Regions from separate parts of the Sus scrofa genome. Here region 1 is linked to region 2. Evidence: chromatin contacts called from public HiChIP or PLAC-seq data. All regions are on one chromosome and are shown on one strand. The core of a region is the stretch at or near the end of the contact, and the rest is flanking DNA. Distances in the headings are between cores, read along the strand shown.

Region 1 (4,860 bases), core at 1,438-3,937, 340 kb after region 2:
GTAACTCTGAGAGGTGCCCCCCCCCGCAGCCAGGCCCACTCCTTGTACAATCCTCTCTGCTGCCACAAGTGCCTTCCCACCCCACAAGTCAGTGTTCTGCCCCATCCTTCCAGTGCAAGATACCAGCCCAGAACAGCCAGATCAAAAATTTCCGTTTTGTTGGCAACTGACAGCTTTCAACTTCTCCAAGTGGAGAGGCAGTGCTTCCCAGTAACTTTGCTGCCGTTTGCGGTAACAACAAAACAAAAACAAAAGCCAGTGTCTGACGGCACCCAACTCACACAAGAAAGAAATTGGCTCCCATAAGGGAGGCAGAGACCCAGGATTTCACCCCAGCTAATGAAGGCTGCCTGGTGCAAAGTAGAGGCTTTCCCCTGCTGCCACCCACAGATCCTGCTCCTGGACTGGAGCCCTCAACCTACGGGTTTCCCAGGAAAATGACTACATTTTGCTCTTCCACATCAATCTATAGTTTCACCCTATGGACATTTACACCCTGTGGCTACAAGCTATGCTCTATTAATGGAAAGCATATTTTCAAGAGATAAAAGCAGCTTTCACCCTTAAGACCCACATAGAGGGGGGTATGAACTTGCTTGCCAGCATCCTGGTGAATCTACCCAGCAGCTCTTTAGCACATTTACCAAAGATACTCTAGACCAGGCGCAAACCGCCCCCTCCCCCACCTCTTACCAGAGTTGATAAAGAATGGAAGTCCTTTGGTAGCTCAGGTGCAGGTGAGTCCATCGGCACAGTGGTGGTGATATCGCCAGAGTCAGAGACAGGTGTGAGCGGTCTTATCTTCAACAGGTCCCCTTTTTGGGATCTCTGACCCCAGGAGCTCATGCAAACCAGCACCTCAACAGCTTCAATGTCATTCTGCTCCAAGATGCTGCACGTAGACCTCTCACTGTCATGCCGCTTCCTCTCCAGGATGGACTCACATATGTCCATGATGTCAACCTAAAGGCGACACAACACTATGGCTTTTCAGTCCCGGAAGCACAAAAAGGGTCACGCACAGCCCCCACGGTAAGGAGGAAGAAGGCATGCACACCAGGAACCTGCCCCGCGCCCACTCCACACCCACCCCAAGCCCGCAGCACCGCATGCGCTCTGGGGGGTGGGGAAGCAGCCAGCAGAGCTCGGAGGACCACTTGGCTCCAAAGCCAGTGTTTCGCCGAGGGAGGGAGGAGGAATGGACTGGGCCGGTCAGCAGCTTCCCCAGAACACCCTGACTCTTAGCAACGGTTGCTAAGCTCTTGCTTTTCTTTGGGAAATGATTAATAACACTCCTTTCCAGAGGTGAGAACCCAATGGCTAATGTCAAACTTTCCCGGGGGGGAGGAGGAGGAAGGACACCGATGGCTCAGGTTGGCTGAGATGAGTCGGCAAAACCACCCGAGCGTCCCCACAGATGCATTTGCGACAACCCTGGAGCATCCACACCCGTCAGGGAATCACTCAGCTGAGTCCCGCGCGGGAGAGCAACGCGCGGTTCAGCCCTGGTCCCCACCCCCGGGAGCGCCTGGGTCGGTCCTCGCGGACTAGCGCTGGGAGAGGAAGAACGGCTAAGATTTGCCACAAGCCGGCGAGGGCTTCCCAGCGCAGCTCCTCCTCTGAAGCGGGAGCAGAGCAGGAACCGACTGGAGGCAACCCATCTCTTCCCCGAGAACCTTTCCATCTACGAAGATAACACTCTTCCACTCAGCTTGCCTAAACCCCAACCTGTCCCGCCCAGGGGCCCCCCGCGGCACACAGGTGACGCCGCCGCCCTTACAGATGTCACTCTGGCCGAGTCCCCGGAAAGAACTGTGAAGTCACAGAAGTGGAAATGGTTAATAAGACCTGCTAGGCCTGCTAGGGGAGGGACGGGGTGACGCGGGGCTCCCAGACCCTTCTCTCGGCCCCTCGGCAGTCCCCGTGGCTCGACGACTCGGTACCAGGTTCAGCCAGCGCCCTCCAGCACGGACAGGAGCGGCCCAGGGGTTGAGGCTGCCCGCCCGGCGCGTGCAGCCTTCCCGCCAGCCTTGGCCCCGCCCCGCTTTCCCGCCAGCCTTGGCCCCGCCCCCGCCCTCGACCCCGCCCCCCGCGCCGAGTTCCCACAGCCCCTGCCTCTCCGCCGGCGCCCCGCCCCCCGCGGCCCGCAAGCCGAGTTCCCGCCAGCCGCGCCCCGCCCAACGGCCACCTCCTCACAGGGCCTGATGACGTCATGGCTGCAAATAGCCCCGCACCTGGGGCTGCCTGGGTGGGGCCGCTGCGGGAGCGCTAGACAAAAAGCTGCGCGTGGGGCGGTGCGAAGCACATCCCCCTCCCCGCCCCTCCCGGCGCGACCTCGCGCGGCCGCCGCCCCTTCAGGCGGCCGAACCCGCCCGGGCTCTCAAGGGTGTGGGTGCGGCGAGACCGTGTGCCCCCACCCTCCTCCGCACCCTGTGTCCGCACACGCAGCGCAGCCCCGTCTCGCCCCTCTCTCCGATGGGCGACCACTCACCGCGTGTGCGTCGCCCGGGCCCGCAGAGCCCGGCGTGAGCATGGTGCCGGCGGCCCGGAGGCAACAAAGCAGCCGCAGGGCGGGAGCTCGGCGCACGACAGCTGCCGCACGTGCGTGGCGGGCGGCGGCGAGCCGGAGATCCAGCGGCCGGCGCGCGCCTCCGCCCGCCCGCGCCACTCTGCCTCGGCGCGGCCCTCGCGGCGTGGGAGGGGCGGGGCGACCGGAGGGGCGGGGTGCAGAGGTAAACCAAAATACACCGCGCCCCTCCGGGGCGGGGCCGGCCAGGTGCCAGCCAATCCGCGCCAGGCCCGTGCGCCACCGACCAATAGGCACCACGGGGAGCCGCGTGATCAGAGCCTGGCCGCGGCGTGATCGGGCAGGGCGGGACGCGGCACGTGTTTTGGTCGCGATGAGGGGGCGGGGCCTGAGGCCCTGGAAAGTAGGGGAAAGGTCCCGGCGGCAGCTTGGCCGCTGCGGTGCGGAGGCGGCTGGGCAGAGAGGACAGCGCCTTTGCGGCAGGGGAAGTCCCCGAGCTGGCTGGGGAGGGGGACAGCGCTTAAAGCGGCCACTGCCCGAAGCCTGCCAGAGCGCAGGTCCGGATGGGGTGAATCTGTCCAGTAGAGGCAGCGCACTTGGAGGCCTCAACCTGGAGTTTGCTTTCTTTTTAAAAAATTTGTATTAGGCAGCCGTCGTTCCTAGGAGTGCGACCTTGATCTGGAAGAGTTTTGAAAGCTGGCTAGCCACAGGTGACATTCCTGCGTCCGCTTGTTCCCTTAAGCACCCAGAGCTGCAACTTCTAGGCCTGTGTCTGCGGCTGACCCGTCCCCAGGCAGCTCAGGGGTGCAGTTTCCACTTAGTTCCTGGGGGGCTGGGGGCGAGACGGGGGACCACCTGACAGGCACCTGGTGAAACGCATCCATTCTTCCCAGACCAGTTGTAAGCGTTACCCCATCTGGCAAGTCCTCAGACCTGATTAGACAGATGCCCAGGGCACCTGTCTTCCCCCAGGACTTCTGGTGCCTGTGCTGCTGGGTATAGTTCCTCCAGGTCTGCAGCTCGAAGTTCCTGCGGAGCAGGCTGTGTTTATTATGCCCTCACCGCCTGCAGCGCCAAAGAGACAGCCGTTCATCCGCCCATGTGGCCCACATTTGCTGAGCTGGGATGTGGGTTGGCACAGCGGGAGGTGCAGAGGCTGCAGCGATGTAGCCTCGGCCCTGCAAGCTAAGGGCAGGTGAAAGCAGAGGATCCTTGCACTTCGGGATTGGCTCTGCGTCAGAAAAGCCCTGAGCCCGAGGGACAGGTCCCCGGAACACCAGGCCCTCCCCCTTACACTGATAGGGAAGCAGGTGGAAGCAGGTGGGGCCCAGGGCTGTGGCCAGCTTGTTCCTGTTCCTGAGCAGGCCTGCTGTGTTGGGCCGAGGGAGCATAAGCTCACTTCCAGCTTCTTGCTGTTTTATCTGATTCAGGTCCTTCCCAGCGCTTTTCATGGCCTGCAACTTCTCTGTTTCTTTAGTGATTTGCTGATTTTCCTCTCACCAGAAGGAATCCTCCCGAGGTTAGGGACCTTGTCTCATTCACTGTGAACACCCAGTGCCCGGCTCGCTGCAGCCGCATGATAACCACTGGTTGAACGAGGAAATGAAGGCCCACACCTTCTGTCCCCCGGACCCGCCAACTTGGACAGCTTGCAGACACCTCTAGTTCAATGTCCTTGAAACTGAATCTCCATTCTACCCAAATCTGGATGTCTCACCGCTGGAAGGGCACCACCAGATACCCCATTCATTCCTTCACCCAGAAATCTGAGAGTCACCTCTGACCCTTCCCTGCCCTGCCAGTGACCTGGTGTTCTTTCTAAATCGCTCTCAAACCCAACTTCGCTCCATCACCTACTCCTGCCCTGGCCAAGCCACCATCTTCTCTCACTTGAATTATCCCGCTGCCCCCCAGCGGGTCTCCGTGTCTCTGGCTTCGTCCCTTGCAGTCTACCCTCATCTCACTGCCAGAATGATCTTCTGGAAGTGGAGGTGATACCAAACCCACATGCAAACCCTCGGTTTGGAATCCAGATGCCTACAGGTCTGAAACTTACTCCTTAGGTGGGAATCCAGGACCGCACAACCAGGCCCCAGCCAGTGCTTCCTGCATCATTCACACCAGTTCCCCAACCCCTTTCCCTCCTGCTCCCACCACCCAGCACCAGACCCGGTGCCCCCGACATCGCGTCGTCCCTGTCTTCTGCTTTGGACATGTTGCTCCTTCTGCACGGAACCCATGCCTTCCCCACTTTTGCTCTGTACAACCGACCGAGGTGCAGGACCTCACTGAGCCCTGCCCGGTCCCCAAAGGGCAGGACAACTCAGCACAGG
Region 2 (5,137 bases), core at 826-3,325:
GGAGAGGTAGGAGGCGAGCCGGCGCAGGTCCGTTTCACTCATCGCTCGTGCTCACTTTTATAAGGAAGAGACGTCCCGTTCTGCCAGGTTGCCCTGAATTCTCTTTTTTTCTTTTTTTAACTTTTGGTTTTGCTCCGTATCCTGAGCAAATGTCGCAATGTAAAAACCCACTCGAGTCGCTGGAGCTGAGATAATCTAACTGATAATACTGATCCTGCCATGGCGTAGAATTGCTTAAGGAATCTTTGAATGACTTGGTGATTTAAGAAAGTCCTCGATTGTGGAGATCGCAGTTCAGGCGAGCAGGCTCAGACATAGGAGCCGGTCCCAGGGTTTTCAAAAAAGGCTTATGGAAAATCTGAAATGATGGGGGCAAGTGTGGGGCGCAGAACCTCTTAGAAACGTCTGGGGAAGACGGAGGTGTTGACTTTATTCAGACCTAAAATTGGCCATAATTTGGATAACTTCAGTGGCTGATCGAATTAGTGCTCGGCTTCCTTTTAGCCCATTGGCAGTAAAGAATTTCATAGTAGAAAAGCGCTGTCTTGTGTTCACTGAGTCACTGTTAAGTAACAGATAGGAACACCAAAGGGTGTTCTTGGGTGAAGTTCCTCTGTATTGAAAGTAACTGAAATAAAGCTTTGAAAGATACAGGAAAGCCCAATGTGTAATAGTGCTGTATTTGAAAGAAACAAAAGCTTCTAAGTTTAAGCCTCAATATTGCCTTAAAAATAGTTAACCCTAAATAACCCAGTCTGCCACCTTGGAGCCTACTTACGTGCTGTTCTGAGAGACACAGGAGTTTACCGGCAGCATAGGCGGTTTGACAGTGCCCGAAAGTCACATTAGATTAAGAATACACGTTCTGCCAAGCATGGGTTTGGATTTATGGCAGGCCCGTACCCCTGGGCCTCTCATAGTGTCCCATGCCAGAGCAAACTGTGGCCCCGAACCATTGCCTGGCCTCTGCCCATAGGCTGCAGGCACTGAAGCGGGTTGCACAGTGTCAAAGGAGTCCTCCCTGGCAGAAATGGGGTACCATCAATAATTTTAAGATAACTGCTGTGAAATTTCATGAAGGCCGAGGACAGCAGCCCTGACTGTTAAACGCGCTTTATTTTTGCTTATTCCTAATTCATTACCTTGCTTTTATTTTTCTGTAAAGTTTGTCAAAAATCATTCCCAGGTGGTAATCATTAATAGCCAAGCAAATGTTAGAGCACCTGGAAGGGCAGTTGAGATTGCCAGAATGGCTGATGGGGTAGGCAGCGCTGGTTTAAGAATACTGATTTCTGGTCAGATGTGGTAACTATATTACAGTAATGTTGATTTGAAGATTGCAATTTAAAAAAATACATGCCTGGCATGACAATGAGCACAATTCTCAGGAGACCGCAAGAGCCGTCAGCAAATGACAGTGATGATGCCTATGTAGGACTTGGGAATGTGCAAGATGTTTATACAGCAACTTTCGAGAATCCCTGTAATGCTATTTTAAGCTTCTAAAAGAAGAATAACACTGAAGTGAGGTAAACTAAGCATCATAGAAGTTTCCCTACCAGTGAACTTCAGTACAGAAACGTTTCTGAAACGTGCATTCTGCATTTTTAGCAGGAATATTTGAAATACCTTTTTTGAGGGAGACTACTATATATGGAACTTGAGTGTCCAGAAGTCTAGTGCTGATCCTGTGGTGTCTCATTCCGTAGAGGTTTATGAAATCATGGGAGGACACCAATAGGAATGGTGGGATTCCCAACCTCAGCAAGTGAGCTCTCTCTGGAGGGTGCTTGAGTGTGTGTGTGTGTGTGTACACGTACCTGACTATATTCCAATTTGCTGTGTTCAGATTCTGCTCAGCAGGACATTCCCACTGCTGCACCAAGGGCACCCGAGTCTTCAGCGGGACAGGGATTCCTGGAGAATTACCTTTGTGAAGAGCTGGCATAATTTAAATTCCATCTTTTGTTTTCCGTGTAAGTGTTCATGGTTTATCTTGCTAAGAATTACTAAGTCGTGCTAGGACTTCCAAGTAAGTTTGTCTGCCCTGTGCAGTTTGTTGTGTTTCAGAAAGATATCAAGAAGCCATGAACAGCTTTAGTAACGAGGAGTTGGACTGCCATTTCCTGGATGAAGGCTTTACTGCCAAGGACATCCTGGACCAAAAAATTAATGAAGTGTCTGCCACTGTGAGTACACAGCAAGTCCTTGCTGGTGGCGCAGCTTTGAGAGTGTTTGGGGGGGGGTGGTGAGTGGGAGACTTCGGGGGGGGGGTCTCGTGGGAATGTACATGTCCTCTTGGGGCGCTTGGAATGTGATTGGCTGTGAATCACCCCGTGGCAGTAGGGATGGACTAAATTATTGAGAATGATGGGCAGGAGGCGGGAAGGCTGCATATGGGACGTGTTGGTAGACTGACTGCTGACGGTTTCCTGTAACTCTGGCCCTTACCGCAGGATGATAAGGATGCCTTCTACGTGGCGGACCTGGGAGACATTCTAAAGAAGCACCTGAGATGGCTCAAAGCGCTTCCTCGGGTCACCCCCTTTTATGCGGTCAAATGCAACGATAGCAGAACCATAGTGCAGACCCTCGCTGCCATCGGGACAGGATTTGACTGTGCCAGCAAGGTGGGTGAAAGCAGCAGAACTCAAAGGGTTGCATGTAATGGCCCTGGTGTGGGCAGCAGGGCAGATCCCGGTGTCTTGCTGGGGCAGTAGACGTGTTGATGGCGAGTAGGGATGGCGGCGCCTTGCCCTGTTTTCCGGGTCTTCCGCGTGTCGGCTACATGTATGTAGCCTAACACCTTCTCTTTCAGACTGAAATACAACTGGTGCAGAGTCTCGGGGTGCCTCCAGAGAGGATTATCTATGCAAATCCTTGTAAACAAGTGTCTCAGATTAAGTATGCCGCCAATAATGGAGTCCAGATGATGACCTTTGACAGTGAAGTGGAGCTGATGAAAGTCGCCAGGGCGCATCCCAAGGCCAAGTGAGTTCACACCTCCACCGGAGGCGGGGGCTGACTGGGGGTCGGTGCAGCGGCAGCCAACTCAATTTCCAGTCCTTAGATTTCCATACTTTGGAATGTTGCCTGGGTCAGAGACAAAGTAGAAAAAAGCTTAGGCCCTCTTGGTGGGTGAGATCAGATCAGACCCAGACCGCAGGGCACCAGAGCCACGGAGTCTGATCCCCTGGCCGCAGGTGACCTTCATCGCGGGCATCTGACGCACTTTGCTTGGTTCTAGGTTGGTTTTGCGCATCGCCACTGATGATTCCAAAGCAGTCTGTCGCCTCAGTGTCAAATTTGGTGCCACACTCAAAACCAGCAGGCTGCTTTTGGAGCGGGCGAGGGATCTTGATATTGATGTCATTGGTGTCAGGTGAGCTCTTGGTGATGGCAGGGCGAGAAGTTAACGGTAGACCATGTGGGTGTGACAGGCTTGCTCCCACTGGGAATAGTTATTTCCAGAAATAGCATATTCTCCTGTCTTTTGGCCCAGCTTCCACGTGGGAAGTGGCTGTACTGATCCCGAGACCTTCGCACAGGCCATCTCTGATGCCCGCTGTGTCTTCGACATGGGCGTGAGTCTCCGTAACCCCACTTGGGAGGAGGGGCCGGGGTGGCAGTAACTGGTCCCAGTCCGGGAATTAGCCTCTGGTCCCAGTTCTCCTGTTAGAGTCTGTTAACCCTCCCTGCCGCGCACATTGCTCATGACTTGTTGCGAAGCTGGTGACTGACGGACATGATTTTCCTGCCTCTAGGCTGAGGTCGGTTTCAGCATGTATCTGCTTGATATCGGTGGTGGATTTCCTGGATCTGAGGATGTAAAGCTTAAGTTCGAAGAGGTAATTCATAACAAAACCATAATCGCTAGCCCCTTAGTTCCTTTTTGAATGTCTCAAAATGCAAAGTGGTTTTGTTTTTTTCGTTTTTTTTGGTTTTTTTTGGTTTTTTTTTTTTTGCTTTTTAGGGCTGCACTTGCGCCACATGGAGGTTCCCAGGCTAGGGGTCTAATCGGAGCTACAGCTGCCGGTCTACGCCACAGCAACACCAGATACGAGCTGTGTCTGCAACCTACATCACAGCTCACAGCAATGCCAGATCCTTAACTCACTGAGCGCGGCCAGGGATTGAACCCACAACCTCGTGGTTCCCAGTCGATTCCTTTCTGCTGAGCCATGATGGGAACTCCAAAATTCAAAGTGTTTATTTCACTAATACCCAAAGGGATTCTACAAACGTGAAAATAACGTCGTGGTGTGGTGTTTTGAGTGGCTTCTGTGCTGTTTAAAGTCATATTTGATATTTTTTGGTTTTCTAAAATAAAATGAACCCAAAGCCGTGGGAAAGTGGACTGCATTGCGAGCTGTGGCTTTGGAGAAGCGTGCCCACTTGGGCATCATTTCCCCAGAGGGTCTTTGCTAGAATTTGTGCTGCTTTTTCTTAAAACATTTTAACTGTTTTAAGTCATAGAAGTTATGCCATTGTGTGCTGCTCATTTATGAAATAGATGTATTTTCTTATTAAAATTATGTGGGCGTTTCCGTCGTGGTGCAGTGGTTAAGGAATCCGACTAGGAACCATGAGGTTGCAGGTTCGATCCCTGGCCTTGCTCAGTGGGTGAAGGATCTGGCGTTGCCTTGAGCTGGGGTGTAGGTCGCAGATGCGGCTGGGATCCCGAGTTGCTGTGGCTGTGGTGTAGGCCGGTGGCTACAGCTCTGATTCGACCCCTAACCTAGGAACCTCCGTATGCCGCGGAAAGCAGCCTTAGAAAAGACAAAGAGACAAAAAAAATAAATGAATAAAAATAAAAACTAAAGTTATGTAGTGTAGGCCACACAGGAAGATATATCCTATTGACACATTTTGCTATAAAAAAAAAAAAAAAGCGCTGTGGAAATAATAAATTTGTACCAGTGTTTAATAAAATGACACTTAGAACATCGTAAAGAGGGTGGAAAGGGCATCTGGAGGGAACTGAGAAGGGAAACCACAGGCGCAGGCAGGCTGGTTTCCAGGGAGGTGTGGGTGCTGATGGCTGCTGCGATGTTTTTGTTGTCTTGTCAACAAAGCGCTGTGTGCCTTGCGGGTTCCCCTTGACCCCCTGCTCCCTTCTATCTCGGGCAGATCACCG

What was found. HiChIP or PLAC-seq counts read pairs in DNA pulled down with a chosen protein or histone mark.
Region 1: an H3K27ac HiChIP or PLAC-seq map of alveolar macrophages shows a contact between it and region 2. The contact joins the promoter of KLF11 here to the promoter of ODC1 in region 2. A contact is called at or near these places in 1 of 5 promoter capture datasets (liver) and 1 of 2 datasets of contacts at active chromatin or transcription factors (alveolar macrophages).

The regions. Positions count from the first base shown.
Region 1 is chr3:126,427,203-126,432,062 of Sscrofa11.1, forward strand. KLF11 (Kruppel like factor 11) reads right to left here and starts at 2,688. Exons shown (of 4, transcript NM_001134346.2): 1 at 2,492-2,688; 2 at 694-963. The coding sequence starts at 2,533.
Region 2 is chr3:126,087,708-126,092,844 of Sscrofa11.1, forward strand. ODC1 (ornithine decarboxylase 1) reads left to right here and starts at 2,076. Exons shown (of 10, transcript NM_001122983.1): 1 at 2,076-2,189; 2 at 2,457-2,630; 3 at 2,819-2,991; 4 at 3,248-3,382; 5 at 3,503-3,584; 6 at 3,765-3,848; 7 at 5,131-5,137. The coding sequence starts at 2,088.